Linked DNA regions of Anser cygnoides: region 2 is linked to region 1. The links are chromatin contacts, called in public Hi-C maps. All regions are on one chromosome and are shown on one strand. The core of a region is the stretch at or near the end of the contact, and the rest is flanking DNA. Distances in the headings are between cores, read along the strand shown.

Region 1 (3,126 bases), core at 538-3,037:
ATTTCGTTCTGGCTGCAACACGCACGCTTTTATTTCCGAAGATGAAAGCTCGCTGCGAGTTTACTACGGAGTTTTTTTGCCCACTGGGGGGTGGTACACGCTGCAAAAACCGTGCTTTTAAGAGCCACAAGTCAGATGTTTTTTGCTGCTGTCCAGTTTTCTCTGCTTTAATTACACCAAAGTCTCCTGTTGAGAAAAACAGAGGCGGCCTCCGAAGGGGGAATTAAAATAAAATAAATCACCCTTTCAGAGACTTTACAGAATCTTATTTCCTGTGCTGGCTGCATTAACAGCGGTATTTATCTGGTCACTCTCCGGTTAAAATGAAGTGGTACAAATGTACCAAAAAAAAAAAAAAAAGGAGAATTAACATTTTAAATGTACACCGAGGCTCGGTCACCGTTTCTGGTGTACAGGAGGAGCAGGGAAGGCAGGAAAAATAAATACAGCTTTTAGAAGTGATTAAACGTCGATGGAGAAATGGAAAAGCTCGACAGCAGCACGAATAGGACGATTAGAATAACCTCAGTATATTTTAGGATAATTGGCCCCGTATAAACCCCGGCGTACCTTTTGTTTATGAAGTATTTGAAAACCGATCTTACACAGGGCTGTATTGTATGGTTTGGGAATAAATTAAAGGAAACTTGAGGGTATTTGGGGGGGGGGGGAGGGAGGAAGGGAAGGGCACCAAAACCTCCAACACGACCCGCTGCGTGGCATGTATGGACAAGGACAGCACACACAGATCTGTGTTTCGCAGCAGATAATTCCTCTCTCCGCACGCCCGAACTGACAAACGCATTTTTCACTCTAATTCAGCATTTTTCGCCCTAACTCAAAGCACCGTTCGTTAAGACGCCGCATCCCCGGGCGCCCGAGGGTGCGCAGTAATTCATGCTCCCGTCTTTTCGGGCAGCATCTTCCAGGCGAGGAGGGGAAAAAAAAAAAAAATCAAATATTGGGGTCAAGATAATTAAGGGGTGTTTTTTAAAGTCCCTGGCCTCTCCCTCCTCTGCTCCTTGGGGTTCCGGACCTGATCGGGACCGGGACTGGGATCCGGACTGGGACTGGGATCAGGATGGGTATAGGGACCGGGACAGGGACTGGGATCGGGACCGGGTTTGGGATCGGGACCGGGTTTGGGATCGGGACCGGGTTTGGGATCGGGACCGGGTTTGGGATCGGGACCGCGTGGGCGCCCCGCGGGCTGCAGCGCTTCGCCCAACTCCTGCCGCGCCTCGCCAGCAGCGGGGGGGGGGGGGGGGGGACATGCAATGATTAATAATAATTAATAGAAATAATTAACACTAAAAGGAGCAGCCCTGCCCGCCGCCGCAGGACCGGCTCGGCGCAGAGGCGAAGTTGCAGGGCTGGCGATGGGAAAACAAAAGGCTGCGGCCGGCCGCGCTGGGGACGGGGATTTTTGGGGAGGGGGTGAGGACGAGGAGGGGTGCGGGGGGAGCCGAGGCTACCGGGGCAGGGCAGGAGGCTCCGGCCCCGAAGTCGCCCAGAACTCGCCGGGGACCCGCACCCCCGCGGGGGGCTCCCGCGCTCCCCGTTCCCCCGTCCTCCCGCAGCCCGACCCGCGCGGAGGCAGCGCGTAAGCCCCCGCACTTACCTGCGGGGCGCGGAGACTTTTTTTATCGTTGCCTTTGGGCGTGGGGGCAGGAGAGGGGCCGAGCTCCGGGCCGGCGGCGGTGCGGGCGCGCGTGATCCCGGCGCGGTGCCGGGAGCTGCGCGGAGCCGCGCGGAGCCGGGCGCGCGCCCTCAAGTCGCGGCGGCAGCGGGCAGCGCGCGGGGGCGGGGCCGCACACGTCACCGCCGGGGGGGGCGGGGCCACGGGGAGGGGGCGGGGCCTGGAGGAGGCGGGGCCTGGAGGGGGCGGGGGGCGGGGGGGGCGCGGTGCCGCCGCTAGGGGGAGCAGCCGGCGGCGCCGTGGCCGGGGGGGGGCGGGAATGAGGGGGGCTGGGTGAAACGAGAGGGTTTTGGTGTGTTGGAGGGTTGGGGGGCGTTAGGTGTTGTGCGAGCGTTAAGGAAGATGGGAAATAAAATAAAAAACGGCTAAAAAGCGTTTGTGTGTTTTCTAGCCCCCCCCTCCCCCCCCATAAACGAGTGCTGAAGGGGTGGGGGGCCGCAGGCTGCGTCAGGGCGGGTTGCTTTTCTAACAACACCTGGCATTTCTGGTAGCCACAGGGCAACCCGCGAAGCGTCTTCCCCAGATGTTCACCCATAAAGCCAAATCTCCCCCACTAAATCTCCGTTTATTCATAGCTCGATAATTATCTCTCTCAGTAATTACAGACGAGGTGGGCTTCTCCGCCCCCTACCTCAGCGCACGTCCTGTCATGAGGGGGCACAGGGTCCCCACACCAGCCGTGCCCACCCCGCTCCCAGTGCTGCTGGCTCAAGGCCTCGCTCCAGGAGCTCCATTTCCCCGAGGCCCGTGGAAAGCCCTGGAAAGCGGCACTTTCCTTCCAAAGCCTGGACATTGGAAGTCCGTCTGTTCTCCTTTCATCAAAAACAAACTAGGAAGAGTCCAGTCTCACCCTTTTTAAAGAGAATTTTAATAGATTATTTAATGCTGCTTGTCATGCGTGATATTTAGGTGTTTGAAACGTTATATTTGAAACGCTCTATATGTTCCATATTTATTCAAAAGGTTTAAAAAAGAAATCCTGGATTGGTCTTCCCCGACAACAAGGGAAAGGGATTTATTTATTTATTGCTTTATCGCTTCAGTTCTAATCTTTCCCCAAGGACAGTAAAAACTAATAAGAAGTTCACTTCAAGTTAAGGTACAGGGGTCTCTGTTGACAGTCCTGGCAGGGTGAGCTGTGCCCTAATCAGCTCAGTATGCAGAGCTGTATTGCTTATAAATTTTAATGTATATATAACACATTTTACGCCTGTCCGTTTGTGTACATATGCACATGTACTACACAGACATAAGTATACTTGGTGTTACAGAGTGTGTTCGGTTGTGTGGGGCAGGACAATGGACTGGTAACGAAGCATTTTGAGATGCTCTGAATAACGAGTAGGTCTTTTAACAGAGACTCCGTTAAGATTATAGCATCATTTTTCAAAAGCGTTGTGTATTTGGTATTGCTCACGCCTCACTTA
Region 2 (3,029 bases), core at 111-2,610, 69 kb before region 1:
TTCGCATATTGGTGCGGAACTTCCTGTGCTCAATTTTGTGGCCATTACCTCTTGTCCTGTCCCCACAAACCACTGAAAAGAGGTTGCCCAAAAATAAGAAATAAGGACACAGAATAGGGAGGAAGATGAGGAAAGAGGGAAACAATGGGATAAGGAAGCTGGGACTTAAATGCAGATGGGCATGGTTGGAAGAAAGTGCTAGTGGTTTGGGTCTGAATTAACCCAAACTCTTCTTGCAACTCCACTGACTCAAATGTTAGTGATTAAGGCAGTGCCTACAGATTGTCAGGTTCTTTCAGTAAGGGCTCTAAGAAAAGGATGCTTTGAATTCATGAGAACCCATGGATGTGCCAAGGATGCAAGTGGGAGGGAATGGGAAGTGGTGGTTTGACCAGGGTGTTGTGGGTTGGGACTGTAATCATTCAGCAATTTGGGAGCTTCTGGGCAATAAAGGCAATTAACACCTCTCTGAATGAGAGGGACCAGTCTGTATGTGTGACCTGCTCCTTTGGAAACTGCCAACCCGAGATTGTCCTGAACAAACATGAAAACTGAAGTCAGCCACAAACATGAAAACTGAAGTCAGCCAGCCACTCAGGGAGAACTCTTTCAGCCTTCCAGCCATAGTAAAGGAGTGCAGCTTGAAACTGTGCTTTCAAGTTCAAAAAAAAATACATTTTTTGTTCATGGCATGTACAAGGCAACTGTAAAATGCTTGCAAAGGAGGGGGGGAGCAGGCTGTGGTTCTTGGCTACTTGTGACGTTGTGAACAAGTGATTAAGCAGTAACTTATTCTCACTTGGGGCAACTGAACCACCTGCGAGTCAAAAAAAAAAACCAACAACAAAAAACCACCGACAAACCAACCCCCTGATGTTTGGTTGTGTTGTATAATCCAGGATACACTCATAGCCCAGGAATGAGAAAAGATGTCCCCGTGTGCCCAGATCTGAGCGTGGTGTCGTTGCGCAAGGGTTTCTGGTGCAGCACTGCTCGAGCCCTGGTGTGGTGAGCGTGGCCGGGGTTCTGCAGGCAGGCACGGAGCAACCGTCTGATGCACGCCAATGTTTAGCCAGGGGAACGGAGCACAAAGCAGTAACTCATAATTGATTAACTATTGGCGTTTATATCTGATCCCAAGAAACCGGCTGTGTATAAAAATCACCGCCTTTGTATTATATTGGGAGCAAAAGGTTGGTGATCCCAGACCGACATTTGGCTGCCCTTTTGCCTCCTAACAAGCATCAGACGTTTATAAATGGGCGAAGAGTTCAAACCTCTGCACTCGAGTCCCTTTGAGCACAGCCCTGAATTTATCGTGGAGATTTTTGGGTCGCTAGAGTGTGCTGTGAGCCCGGCTCTGCGCGGCACGGGCTCTCGCCCCGCTGCTGCTGGGCGACCCTGCATTTTTCATCCCGTTGCTTCGCTGTATCCTGGGCAACTCGAGCCAGTTCCCCTGCTATTTTCTTTGTGCTGCGCCCCGCTGCCCTGCTCCTGCAAGGAGTGATGACCCGGCGGCTTGTCAGCCCGCTACCTGGGTGCCCCAGGAGAGACAGCATCGTGTCACGAAGCTTTGCAGCGGGGCTGCCTTTCTTTGGCCAAGCAAGGAGCCGACGTGGGGTTGCCACGCTGATGAGTTGGCATCACCAGCATTTCGTGGAGCCTCTCTGCAGTAACGCGGGGCTGGGCTTCCCAGCTTTGCGCTGGTGGGTGCGTGGAGGGAGACGTGGGCCTGTGTGTGGAAGAGAGGTGGTGAATTCATTGCTTGCAGATGCTTTAATTTGCTTGATCCAAAAGCCTTAGTTCCGCTTCCCAAAATATATGGCGTTTGTTTTCCGTGTTCCTGCACGTTGTTCTTTGGTAGAGATGCACAAATTGCAAGTAGTAATCCTTCTGGATATTTAATGCTTTTCTGCTTGGCCAGGAAAACCTCTTACGGTTAAATTCTTTTAATATTTTTGGAAAAGGCTGAGGCAGTTTGGATGTCTAGCTTGAGGGCAAATCCAAAACTGTAAAAAAAAAAAAAAAAAGTAATTAAAAGATTTCTTTTTACTTCTACTGTCCTGTCTTATTTTAATTAAGTTCATCCTCTGATGAGAATTGCAGTCTGAACTATAGTGGGAAATCCATAATGTCTTCTCATGGATGAAGTTTGCAGCTGACAATTCTCCTCAGCGAGCATGCTGCGAGTTTCTGCTATGAGAATAAAGGCTCAGCCATGCAGGGAGTGGTTTCCTTAGGGACAGGTTTAAAGCTGTGGGGTTTCATACAGGGAGGAAGGGCCATTACGGATCCAAGCACCTTCTATCTTAAGTGTGAGATTGAAAATATGTATTTGCTTACAGGTCAAAGCAATAACTTCCAACACCAAAATCCAGCAGAAAAAAAACTGTGTATTTCTGTACCTGCGCATTGTGCAAAGAATGAAGCTGGTAATGAGCTTGGGTGTGTTGTTTAATGCTCTGCTGGAAGGCACTCCAAAGAAGTGTGAAGTCACCCTGACCCCTGTGCACACAGCGGATTACCAGCGGTTTCTGCGGATCAGGCTGTGGCCAGGGCAGCCTCTTGGTTGTTACTTGCAGCTGCATGTGCTGCTGCACGCTCTGCTCTTAATCCCACAGCTCATTCTCCAAAGTGGGCAGGCAATCTTGTGCAATTTAACAAAAAACTGTGGGGAATAGGGGCTTAGATTAGTACAGCTAGGAGGAAAAAAAAAAATAAGTACTTTGAAGTGTCTCCTTTCCTGCCCCCCTGATAATTTTGACCGTAGGCAACAGCAGGTTGTCCAGCTCCTTTCTGTCTCGGTTAAGCACGTGGGTAAAGTGGCCATGTCAGGCAGGCAGAATCCCTAAGTGGGGTTCGTGTTTTACAGCGACACGATAACGCTGTTTAATCTGGAAGTAGTTATGGCTGCTAATATGTCTGGAATTTCTGCCAGATGGTCACTTTCTTGTCTAGAATGGCGCAAGCTGCAAGTAGGGGGGAAGAAAAAACGAAGAAGAAAACATCCCTGCAAGCAGGTCCAACAG

What was found. Hi-C and Micro-C count contacts between places; a contact is called where the count stands out from the background.
Region 2: a Hi-C map of granulosa cells shows a contact between it and region 1, with 2.5 times the contacts expected there. The contact joins the enhancer-like site here to the promoter of FLRT3 in region 1. A contact is called at or near these places in 4 of 7 Hi-C or Micro-C datasets (granulosa cells and liver).

The regions. Positions count from the first base shown.
Region 1 is chr3:3,758,789-3,761,914 of Taihu_goose_T2T_genome, reverse strand. FLRT3 (fibronectin leucine rich transmembrane protein 3) reads right to left here and starts at 1,787. Exons shown (of 3, transcript XM_066995335.1): 1 at 1,622-1,787. All of the region lies in intron 3 of MACROD2 (mono-ADP ribosylhydrolase 2), which reads left to right.
Region 2 is chr3:3,827,397-3,830,425 of Taihu_goose_T2T_genome, reverse strand. All of the region lies in intron 3 of MACROD2 (mono-ADP ribosylhydrolase 2), which reads left to right. Among named protein-coding and RNA genes, the nearest start is that of MACROD2, 39 kb to the left of the region's middle. Within about 2 kb of position 1,360, at least 2 of the 3 cell types and tissues checked have open chromatin away from gene starts, as enhancers often do.